2 separate regions of the Danio rerio genome follow, and region 1 is linked to region 2. The links are chromatin contacts, called in public HiCAR-type maps. All regions are on one chromosome and are shown on one strand. The core of a region is the stretch at or near the end of the contact, and the rest is flanking DNA. Distances in the headings are between cores, read along the strand shown. Region 1 holds the start of shc1 (SHC (Src homology 2 domain containing) transforming protein 1). Region 2 holds the start of lenep (lens epithelial protein).

Region 1 (6,588 bases), core at 3,703-6,202, 82 kb before region 2:
CAATGAAAAGAGGTTATAAATAATTTGTTTAAACACAAACAGTACTAGGAACTCCAAAGGTTCCACCAAAATATTTTCTTAAGGTAAAAAAAAAATATTTTTTTAAATATTTGTGTAAGAGTATAATCTCACATATTATTTTATGTTTACAATTGTATTAAAGGGAGGGGATTTTCTGATATGAATCATATGCATGTCATTGCTTTTTCTGTATGCCAAGTGATCTTCAAGCCCATTGAAGGGAACCTCTCATGTGGAACTGGACATTTGTGGTACTTAATCAGCAGCCACTAGATAAGAATTTTACTGTGCGTCAAAGAATAAATAATATTAATGTATGGTTAATGATTCTAATGTATGAAAGAGAATTTCTATGCTTAGTTAGCTGCCAGAGGCAAGATGTATATTCTACCAGTGTTAATAAGATGGCTGAGAGCACAAGAAACGGCCTCAAGGATAAAACAGTTTGTACTTTGTGTGTGTTCTATTCTTTAGTGGACCATTCTTACTGATTTGGGGTCAGCTCTAAATAGCCTACTGGGCTGTCTGACCTTTGTATGCTTGATGACCAAGTAATCATTGGAGATAATGTTCGGAGTCGTATGCAGATGTGGAATTTTCTGTCAGACAGAAAAGACAGACTATTCATTTTTGGGATAAAACTTCCCCATCCAATAGCAGACATGCCCAAACTAGGGCACGCGGGCCAAAGTTGGCACATTGTATCATTTGACTTGGCACACCATCCCATCTGAGAGGAGAGTGAGAATGATGGGAAGGGTTGGAGCAAATGCCTTTAAAAGATATTGTAATTTCTAGTTTAATGTAACCTATTTTGTTTGTTTTTTTGCTGAGCCACAAAAAAATCTATATGAAATTAAATGTTTCAATTACATATTTGCAAATTAATCAGATTTTTTAAAATATAAATAGTCACATAAGAAATCAAAGCAAAAACAAGTGCAGCTTGACTAGTGTAACTCCATTTTGTTATAAATGGGACTGTTTTTAACAGTAATAAGATCATTATGAAAATGTTTAAATATATACAGCATTGGCTATTATAAACAATGTTTTCTAGTTATTTCTGTACATTAAATAGATTAAGAAATTACCAATGGAAACCTTAATTTAGTATATTTACCTTCGGCATACCCTCAATCAAGTTTGGTTTGTGGCCCCTCATTAGAAAAAGTTTGGGCACCCCTACCCAACTGTATCATGAAATGTGATAATTTTCTTAAATACTCATTAAGTTTATTTACAGAGCAATTATAATTTTTATATTTATTTGTTTAACTTATTATTGTAAGTAATATAGTATTACAACTACAGGATAACAACTACATATACTATTATCATCATAAATCAGACAATCTTAGTCTATCAGTTACAAATATCCACAGGAAACATGAAACTTATTTTATTTTATTTCTGATTATAAATAATATTATAAATAACGTAAATCATTATATTATGATTTTTATATCCATAATTAAATTATCAATTGTAAATTATCATACTTTTGTTTTAATAATTGTGCAATACATAACAAAAACACAATTTTCAGCTCAAAGCTTCTGAACTTTTACATACACATTATTACTTTTTCTCTAAATTTCCACATATCAGTCAAAAAAAAAAAAAAAGAAAGAAACAGCGGTCACTGCTATGTTTTCAGATCTGCTATGCTATGTCTTGCTCGGTTTACTACTGTAATTTTATAACTTAATCTGAATTGAAGTAAAGCTACACAACTACTTCGTACTAAGAGCAATCTGACAAACGGTTTTCCCTTTACTTTTATCCAGTCCACTAACTTGATTATTAATTACATTATTACATTATTGTTAATGTTGATTATTAACATTAACTATATTATTTAGGGAGAAAAGTACACAGGACTAATCTCTTGTATCTGTGCCATTAGACATCAGCCAATGAAATGAAACAGCTGCAACAGCAGCTTGATATTATATAAACATACAATGTATCAAAAGCAGAGACAAACACACTTATGATCGTCATTCTTACCTGGTCGGCATGTAACTGTATACGGGCGTTTGTCCGGACTGCGTGACCACCTAACAACTACATAATAGATCATTTATCATGTTGAAGACTGAATCAGGCAAATCAATGACTGCATTACAGTTCTCAAGGTATCGTCGCGGTCATACTGTATGTGTGATGTCAAAGTCCCAAGTGCGCCGCACGTCCGTACCGTGAAACCAGAGTAAGCTATTCGCAAACATTAAACGCAGCTGAAGATTATAACCAACACAGTGCGAAAAATAAAGCTGAACCTGATTCTACGTTTCCGACGTTGGAATTGTTTTGTAAATGTGTATTATCGTGCGAGAACTCGCATAACAGCCTGCTCGGTCAGTAAGAAACTTGGTTGTACAACCGTCACGTGACGTGTCTTGGCCAATTGAAATGAGGCGATGATTTACTTCCTAAACAAACTGACCAATCACCTTAAAGAAGGCGGATACTTCCTTGGGAAGTGAAAGCGGCGACGTTCATGTAATATACTTGTTTTTACTTCCATGTAATATGCAATTTCTTATTGGTTTCAAAAACAGTCAACAATAGATTACAGAAACTCAGAACATTAGTAAAAGACGGATGTTGTTACAACCTGCATTATACATTTTAAAGAAGAGAGAAAGAAGTAAAAAAAAAAACATACAAGTGAAATAAAGTAAATAAAGGATGTAATGTGCAAATACAGAAGGGTAAAGTTGTTGTGTGAAAATATGTTCACCTGCAGTCTGTCCCATGACCAAATAAATGCATCCATGTTTTTGAATTATGTAATTTGAATAGTGTTTTACATTATTTGTGATTGTTAGAGGTTTTCGTTGTAGTGGACAGAAAATGTAAACTTGACAGAATAACTTCCACTTTAAATAGTAACAGTAATTACTAATAAAAATATTATTATTTTATTATTAATAATAATATAAATAACAACAACAATAGTATTCCAAACCTTTTTATTATAGCAGCTTGCATTGTTTTTTTTCTGAATTAGTGGGTCAAAACCTTGAGAAAAAAAATGAAATACAATACTAGAAACGTAGTTAAATTAGTATATATTTAATAAAGTGGCATTTGTAAGTTTAAACATTACATTTTAAGATACACACATCATGTGGAACATAATCAACTGGGTATTTATGGTGAAAACTAGTAATGTTTTCAACTGCAGTGTGTTAACTTTATTTCCACACATAAACGTTACCTCATTACATTTCGGTACAGCGGTTGATTTCAGTCGTCGTTTACTTCCTCTGTTCAGACTGAAATCGTCCTGTGCGAAATGTTCACTGCACACCCTCAGTCCACGGATGTTCCGAATTGAGGACTTTGTGTCTCGACGAACAGCGTTCAGCCACAGATTCAACCTTTTAAAGTCTTGAAGGGGCAACGAGTGAAAAGTCAAACTTTCCTCGTGCGATGACGCCGACTGACGGAGTCTGAGGGGTTTCTCACGGTTAAAGCATCCTGGAAAAGCACACACGCGGACCATTTTGAAAACCCCACCGTTATAACCAACCAATAAAGTTTTGCGGGCACTTTCTCTGTTGCTCTGTTGTTGTAGTGCTGTTTAGTTTGTAGTCCTGAAACCCGGAAAAGATGTTTCAGTTCCAAACCTTCATATGTTTCCCTCTAGCGGAGGGGGGGTTGTGATTCATAATAGTGAATCGGTTGATTCACTCACGGATTCGTTCAGTGTTGTCTTCAGCAGTAGGTGGCGACATGAGAGTGACTTATCTGACTTTATGAATTGATTTTAATTAAGAATTTATTTAACACAGAAAACATCGTATTGTTATTAATAAATCAGTGTGACTACAATAAAACAATTTAAACCAAGCAAATCTACAAAAATATTTTTATTTTTGCCAAATGGGTGTGACTTTGTATCAATCAAAAATAAAATAAAGCTACATTTTAGCATTGTTTAATTCAGTAATGTATGTTACACAGTCAAAACACAACAATAACAACAATGTGCAAGCTCTTGTCAAGCTCGAAATGTGCTGATTCTTTCAGCAGGTGCAAACAATGAAATGCGCATTCACATCTCTCACTGAAATGCTGTTTGCTGGAGCTTTGTGATATAATATGTCCTTTAGTACATGACACTGGACATCTAAAATGTGGGTGACTAAGAGATTTTTATCTGAAGCTGGACCGTGATGATTCATAGAAAGTGAGTCAACATCTACTGACACTTTTAATAAAAAGTTTTGCTAGAGGCAAAACTAAATTAGTGGCTTCTGGCAATATCATTTAGATATGCAGTGTGAATGTAGAAAGGTTAAAGTTAATAAGCAAACAATCACCAAACCAAAAATAAATCATGTTAATTTAAATGATTTTTTTAACATCATCATCATCACCATACTTATGTATAAAATATGAAGAAATAACAAAAAATTCTAATAAATTTTTTAAAATGAATTCAGTTAAGTTATTAATAACATATTAATAAAATAAAAATAATACAAAATAAATTACATAATGTACCCGATATTGTTTTTACTGCAAAAAAAATATTCTTATTGAAAACAAAAACAAAAATTAAGCGTTTGACATGAGACCTAATTCTTATTTAAAATAAAAACAGTGCCAATAAACGCACTTTGTTGATATATTTATATGATATGAACAGCATGCCATACAGTAGGACAAAAGCAGTCTAAGCTTATTGTGATATGACATTATATGTACTTTCCTAGTCAATAAAGCCCTCGATCGCCCGGGAAAGTCCATGGATGAGTTCACATTCCTGTTTAGGGAAAGATTGTCGTTGTTTAACGATGAATCGTCTACGCTACAAAGCGGGTCAAGGGCGCGCGCTCAGAGCACCAGGTGCGGGCGCTCTCGTGGACGCCAAACCACATGATACAAGCAGCAGCCATTCGATCGCGGAAGTGCGACTTTTTTGGACCGTGGAAAAGGGGGGCAGGCCGGGGGAGGAAAGGAAGGCAGAACCGAAGAGAAAAGTTTCATGACATTTACTTAGACTCGACCTGCAAACGAGCCTGGCGAGACCAGCGCTTATCTCGTGTCTGGACCAACTTTGTTCTTCAGATGTGATATTTGTAGGAGTTGATCTGAAAAGCGCTTTGGAGAGCAGGACCGGAATCGAGCGGCCGAGAGGAAGCGAGCGGGTAAGTTCAGGCAAAAGTTGACCACAGTCGTGACTGTATAATCCGGGAGAGAAATGCACACTGATCGTACTGGAAACGTGCTCGACTGCGTGTGTGTGTCACTAAGAACGCGAGCTTTCGCTGGTTTCAGCCTCTCAGGCTTTGAGTCGGACTTGAAACTTTTATTGTGTTTCACTTCATTTTATAAACGCCGCCCGTTCGCTGGCCTCTTCTGACAGTCTTTTTTATTGAAAGGATTTGGTCTCTTTATTATCCATGGTACCCACTGTAAGACCACAGACTTCAAAAATCATTATTTGTTGATTTGAAAAAGTTTTGTCGAACAAAATGAAAACAAGTCCTTAGAGGACTCGAACTCGATATTAGAGTTTTGATGAGTTTTCTGAGTGCTCTGCTTTAGTGTGCAGAGTTCTGTGGTTTTAATACGCCTTTATAACACAAAACCAACTTGGGCTATTACAATGAAAGCTAAACATCTAATAAGTACTTTTTATATACACACTATTATATATTCACCATATTCAACTCTATTCTTATATATAATCTATTTATATAAATGTATATAAAATGTATGTATAAAATATTATTAAAATAGCTACAAAACAACAACAATATGAGGGGTTAAGTACTTAATCTTTGTTTTTATGTGTCTTACCATCCTAAGTGGCAATTACCATGGAAGCTAATTGTATTATTTGTAATCCAGTTATGAATGTTGAGAATTATAATGATATTTATTATATTAATATATTAAAGTGAATAATTACTTAATCTTTGTTCTAATGTGTAATATGTTAAAGAAAGTTGTATGATTATTCTGGTTTGTAATTACAAAAAGAAATCAAATATTATTATATTTTTTAATACTGCTATTTGACTAATCAGTGGTCTCCTGCAATGAAAACGTAGGATGTATTATAATTTTTAATAATGATGAATTAATAATATTACAACAACAGTGATAATACTATAATAATAATGTCATTTATTTAACCAACCACTGTGTTAATACACTTGTTTCATTGGTGCAGTGGCTCAGAATTTGTTTGTAGGCCAAATATTAAACATAAAAATTTTGTCTTTCATTTAAAACATAAATGGCGTAACATTGTTAAATGAAGTTGATTCCAAAATAAACCATTAACTAATGTATTATAAACATGTTAGTAATGATGAATTATTAAAATCACAACAATGATAGTATACTTACCATTCAAAATAATAATATATTTATGTAATCAACCACTGTGTTCATATGTTGTTTTATTGTTCCATTGCCTCAGAAAATGTCTGTAGGCCAGATATAAAACTATATTTAAATTTTTTTTCATTCACTGTCATTTTAAAACACATAAATAGCTTAATATTGTTAATTGAACGTGATTCCAAAATAAACCAA
Region 2 (6,476 bases), core at 3,954-6,453:
CTATAATCATTTTATGACTCCACACGCTTCTTTGATAACAGAGTGACATAATACAATCTAATATTGTTTTTTATTTAATTATAAACAGAATTCATGTGTGGGTAAAATTTACCTGCACTGGCGGTTTTCGGTATATTGACCTCAGCGTATTTTGTTCTAGTGTTAATTTGTTGTGCCATTATAGACCATTTTAATATGGTGATGACATTAGCCCATGAATAGTTTCTCCTTGTTGTATAGTTATTTTATAACTGTAACAGAGGAATTCAATCATAACTTTACTCTAAAACAGCTATCATAATATTATTTATCAATTTGTGGACCTATTTGGATTCTCATAAGGTATGGAAATGAAAAATGTAAGAGGAAATACTTTAGGACTAGTGTTATTGTTTATATCCCTCAAAATGGTCTATAAAAGAACGCTAAAATGTATTTAGTATGATAATACTGCGTTGCTTTACTCCACGTGATCCGACCAGAAGAATTGGAAGCAGTTGACTGTGGCATAACAAAAGCTCAGCTGCTTTCCTGCCACATCACGTCCATCTCTTATCAGCAATTGCTTCAGCAGTCTCATTTCACTTCAGTGGCTTTCAGTCTTGTAGGGTGTTCACACCAGACATACCTTGCATGAGTACATAACATTATTCACATGGAATAAGACACTTGAACATTTTGAGTTTACTCATTTGATTCGGACGTGAAATTTACTTCACAAAAGATGCAAAATCATTCCAGCTTTGTTGACAGATTTTTTTGGGAGGGTAGCTTTGCTTTATGTGAAAAAAAAGGCTGAATGGTGCAGTTTCTGGGTCCATCAAATCTTTCAGAGTCACATCCAGTGTAGTGATTTTTACCAATTCCTTCAGGAGCTGCACCTGTATGATGACAGCTACTAGAGCAAGACTAGATGATTGGTTAATGCTGCTCGAATGTGCACCAAAGTTCAGATTTTTTAACCTGAGTGATTTGAGAAAATCACACATTAAGCACATCGACTTAAAGTGTTCGAATATTTTCTCAAATGGGTAGCGACTTGGACCCGGAAACAGTGTTCCATACGTCACCGATACATCACGAGTGGATAGCCCCTTTCACATATAGAGACCTTTCTGAAAAAGGGATCATGTGTGAACAGACCCTTTTTGAAAATACCGGTAAATTCATTCCGGCAATTTTCTGGAAAGAGAAGTTGTAACATCACTGGTAATTTGCCGGAATGCTCTGTTTGAACGCAGGGGGAAAATTACAGAAAAGAGCCCGTTTGCGTTCAAAACGTGCTGACGTGAGACGTCTACTCCAGCCAATCTGGACATTCAGATGCATTCAAATCCATGCTGCTTATGAAAATAAAAGCCTTTGAACATTTTTCCAGGCACGTTTAGCTGCTAGATGTAAGTCAGATAACATTTCTATGTTCCTTCTTAATGCCAACTGTGTAAAAAATTTGCGATAAAATGCTTATGAAAAAACGCAGTTTGTTTACCTTCAAGCTCTGCTTCAGTTGCTTGATGTGTGCTCCGCTGAGCGCCAGCACACACACATATGTACATCTCGACATGCGAAAGTGTTCCTTCATATGTTTGCATCGAAATTGTTCACAATACTTAGCCATCCACAGAATTTGTAATGTTGTCAAATGTGTAAATATTTAGCTGCCATTCACGCTTCCTTCTTTGGATGTCTCTGGGACAAAGCAGCAGCATGAATGCTAAAGCTTGGATGCTACATGCTAAATACAAGTGAAACCATCAACAAAAGCCTGACCCCGTATATGTTTACAAATTCAAGTGCAAATGTTTAGAGGTAATTTCTAGTTAAGGATGTCAGAATTTACCAGCATTTTGAAATGGATGTGTGAATGGTCTTTTTTTTCTTTTTTCAATTTACCATTAAAGTCATTGCATAAGTTTTCTGGATATTTACCAGTATGACTGTGTAAAAGGGACTATTATGTACATATACTATATATATTTTTAATAGATTGACGATCAGTCATTAATAAATAGCATCCTAAATAGGTAAAGTTTGCCAGAGTTATGCATTTCCAATTGAATTTTTATCCGTATAGCGCGTTAATATGCCTTGTATTCTTTCCTTTGCCATTTCATAGGTGCGCACCAAAGACCACCGCTTTGAGAGCGTCAGTCACTTGATCAGCTACCACATGGACAACCGGCTGCCAATCATCTCTGCAGGAAGTGAGGTGTGTCTGCAGCAACCGGTCGATCGCAAAGCTTGAGAAACGCTTTAGAGAGAAATAGAAACTCTCCTTCATACCTTTTTTATTTTTGCCTGACTCTATCAGAGAAACAGTTTTTGTTCCAACTGGGAGTGTAAGCTAATCCCATCGTCCCAGAAACACTTGAGTTTTCTGCTGCATCAACCACCGGCCGTGAAATTACAAAGCGATGTAATCATTCTATTCAAAGTCTAAAGCAAACGTCGCTTGAGGAAAGCGATTGCAAAAAGCCAAACGAATAGGCTTCAAGAAGAGGAGCAGATGCGTAATGGATGTGACATCACTTCCTTCCCAGTAACCATGGCAACCAGCCAGGGCATTCTTGTCAAGAGCTGATGTGAATGTAGTAAAATTGCAGACCCTTTGTAGCACTGGAAAGATTCACATGCAGTGCGGTGGGCCAAATCCAAAGACACGTTAGCGATTAGTTTTTAAATCCTGTCGTCGCTGTGGTTTCAAGACTGTTGATGAATATGCAAAACTTTAAAGACAACACAGCTCATTCTCCATCAACTGAACCACATCTGTTGTCATTTCCATTGGAAGATCCCTTTTCCCAGTGTTCCTATTGAAGAATAACACTCAGAATGCCACTCATTCTCACTCACACCACATGCCGAACACGATCCCGTGGAGAAATTGGGAATTTTGGCCATTCGGGAAGACCCCTGATCATATGTGAAAGCTTTAGCAGCTCGGATGCTGTCTGGATTTTTTGTTGCCTTATGCAATTGAGCAGATGCTGTGAGGGACATATGCTGCCCGTATTAGGTGTGATAAACTGGTCTGTGGGAAAGGGGAACATGTTCGCTTTCCACACAACATCAATCTGGGACAAAAGGGATGAGAGAAAATAATATCTAAATGAAGTGCAATCTGCATAGATGGGCTGGTAAGCTTGAATGGGACTGTGGTTTGAGATCAAAGCCTTCTTATGATGTCATTTTAGTCAAGAATTTATATATTTGTTGCAATGATGTCATCTCGTTCTGACATCAGGATGGTTTTATTCTGCGAACAGGCTCTGTTTGTCTTCGTTTCCTCCTTTTGGTGTTTCTTCTGTTCGCATTGACAATCGATCTTCATGTGTGTGTATGCATATATGCATTCGGAGTCTCAAGTTACGAAACATGCATTATTTTGTCGAAAATTTACTTGAATGCATTTAATTGACGTGTATTACAAGCAGACACACCGTCCAGGCCGAGGTTAACACTCCAAATAAGTTCCGAACATGTCTTTGCAGCCACAGACTGGAAAGCAACTCTCTTTATCTTCATTTGCTCTGATATTGATTGTGCCTTTTTCACCAAACACAGACAAACCAATCAAACACAGCCGCCTTTTGTGATTCGTTGGGTAATCGTGACCCTTTCTTTTCTGAAAAAAAAAATCAACTGCAAAAATGACACATTGCTTTATTGAGACTTACTACAGGTTTTCGGAAAGCATGCTTAATTTCTTCTGCAGGCTAATTGTGCTATGCTGTGCTTCGATCTCTTGGTCAGTATCATGTTATGTTGCTTAAGCTTACGTTGGTGAATAAACATCTTATTTCATCTCTCATTTGGAGACTGACATGGCCTGTAAGAGAAGGTGTAAATAATACTACGCGATTAATGTCATTCACTGTGTTGAATCAGTCTGTAAAACTCACAGGATTGTACTGGGTGAAAAAAACAAAGGTGTAAGATTTGACAATGCAGTCACATCGTGTTTATAACACAAATCTATGTAAATGATAAGAATTTGCTTCGTCAGATGTACAAAGACCTTTATCTGGATGCTTTATCAATCTGAAATGGGCAATTGTTCTGTTCTTAGTTGTTTTTCATGGATGTAATTTGTGAATTTTGAGTCATTGGTCAGCATTCATTCAGCATGACAATTTCAGGCAGATTCCAGCTGCGGCTGTGTGTGACAGGTTTCAGCCTGGTGTAATTCAAAGATACGCATTGAATGGGTTTTTTAAGCATTTGACGTCACACTTTTTATGTGCTGATGGCACCACAGATCTGTTCACTAACTGCTAATGGAGTTTAAACAGTGTATGTGTGTGTTGGCTGGAATGGTCTGGAATAATCTGGCTTTTACATTTGACTCGCCACTGAACTGTTTGCTCATTTTCATATTTCACAGCGGCCTTTTGTTGCATGGAAACACTTCCTGTTATTGTGGTCATGACGGTGACTTTTGTGTTGTGGTTAGCTGTTTGCTATTTTCTAAGCCAAATGCGTTTATTTCTTGTTTGCCTATATAAATGTTGCTTCTTTTTTAAATACATGTTTTTGGGTATTTCAGTAATTCTTTTTATGTTGATGTTATTTGGAAAAACATAAACGTTTACACCTGTATCAAATGATAGATTACATATATAAATACATATATCATTCACCTTTTTGTTGTGTTTCATTTAAACTCTACCCTAATTTTAAAAAAGACTTTTAAAATGATAAAACATTTTGTTTGAGCTATCTGATTTGATCAGGCCTAACAATCTTCAGTTAATTTAACATAAATCTGTTGTCGAAGGGGTTCTGTGGCCCTCAGATTCTTATTGTGCTGTTGTTTTCTTTAAAATTAATTAATTCAAATATTTATTTTTTGTTTAGCTTTTTTTAAAGGAATGATGTTTGAGTTTTTGTTTATATTTGACAACATTTTTAAAAACTATATTACAAAATAATAATAATAATAATAATAATAATACATAACACTATAGCGTGGACTAGCATAAATAATTAGATTTTTACTAACGTTGCTAAAGATAAATAAAATCTTTAAATAGCTATGTTGTTGTAGTTCGTGGTCAAAAGTAGAGTACATTACTACAAATTCCATAAATTGATCGTTGTAACCAAACTGTTAGGGCTAAGATGACACTAGAACAGTCTGTTTATGTGCTCGCTGTTTGGGCAATATGTTGACAGTTATTCAGGACCTTCCATTGAACAGTAGAGGAATTAGAGATGAACAAAAGCTAGATGAGAGATGCTGTGAAGCCATTGTTGTGCAATAGCAGGTCGACAGTCAGCCAGCGTTTTCCAGAGCTGAATAAAACCCATTTCACGGGGGCACCGAGTCCACGAATCCGCAGAGCTTCAGGACTTTCGTGTGAAGAGCAGCTCCAGCTGAAGCAAACCGTGGAGACGCAGAACGCGCAGACGCGGCACAGTAGCTCCGGGCCCGCGCTCCTCCATCTCCTCCCGCCGAACATCGCTCGCGCTCTCCGGTCGACGCTGCAGCGGTGGAGGGAGATGCAGCCTCAGCGGCCGCTGCCCCAGGCTATGCCCTCCTCACCGGGCCGAAACCTCGGAGACGCGGCCCTCGGGACGGGCACTGGGAAGAGACTGCTGGGGGGAAATATGGCTTATGGGGTCATCCAATCGCTGAAAGAGTGCCTGTACTTCCTGCTCTGCTGCTGGTGTATTAAAGAGATCTTGGACTGATGGAGAACTCACAGGTGCTGTATGGAGGGCACAATAATTGTTTATACATAATGAATATATATATATATATATATATATATATATATATATATATATATATATATATATATATATATATATATATATATATATATATATATATATATATATATATATATATGTTAAATATTTTGAATGAACTTTTTCGCTTTTTCAGTTTCAATTAAAACTTGGATGTGATTAAAAACTATTTTAAAAAAAATGGAAAGGGGAGAGGGTGCTTATAATATGGGGTTAATAATTTGTATAGCCTATATTCGACCTTAAAATAGCTTTATTTTTATGTAGATTTGAAGTTTTATTATTAATATTTAAATGTGTTAATCATCTAGAATATAATTACATGTAATAATAATAACATTCACATACAGCTTTATTTTGATTGCCAAAATGAAACATTTATATGCTATTTTTAATCGTGTAAATTTGATCAATAACATTAGTAACAATACAATTTAGTTATGTTGGCATAGTCATTTAAATATGTCAGGTTCCAAGATAGTAATGTTGAACAAAGCTTAAATGCATTTGGTTAAAAGAGGAGGCATCTCATTTTGTCTGCCTCAAATGCATTATTTCAAAATCAAAGTATTGGTTTATTTTATTTTTTTTAAATAACTTGTAAAAAAGAAAAGTAAAACTTTTGTAAAAATGAAAGAACAAACTGATTAAAATGTAAAATAATCAAAAATTAATCGTGTATATATATATTTTTAAATGACTGAAACCAGGTAAAATACAGG

Evidence for each region. HiCAR-type assays count read pairs that join an accessible place to other places.
Region 1: a contact with region 2 is called in a HiCAR-type map of caudal fin, with 4 times the contacts expected there. The contact joins the promoter of shc1 here to the promoter of lenep in region 2. A contact is called at or near these places in 3 of 18 Hi-C or Micro-C datasets (caudal fin, hematopoietic stem cells and an unstated tissue) and 3 of 4 datasets of contacts at active chromatin or transcription factors (caudal fin, embryo and gastrula embryo).

Annotation. Positions count from the first base shown.
Region 1 is chr16:24,176,000-24,182,587 of GRCz12tu, reverse strand. shc1 (SHC (Src homology 2 domain containing) transforming protein 1) reads left to right here and starts at 4,952. Exons shown (of 12, transcript XM_073925487.1): 1 at 4,952-5,189. It overlaps flad1 (flavin adenine dinucleotide synthetase 1), which reads right to left and starts at 2,421. Exons shown (of 8, transcript NM_001003997.1): 1 at 2,035-2,421.
Region 2 is chr16:24,094,396-24,100,871 of GRCz12tu, reverse strand. It overlaps lenep (lens epithelial protein), which reads left to right and starts at 5,203. Exons shown (of 2, transcript NM_001302776.1): 1 at 5,203-5,708. The coding sequence starts at 5,503. The coding sequence ends at 5,694. shc1 (SHC (Src homology 2 domain containing) transforming protein 1) reads left to right here. Exons shown (of 12, transcript XM_073925487.1): 12 at 2,117-4,639. The coding sequence ends at 2,245.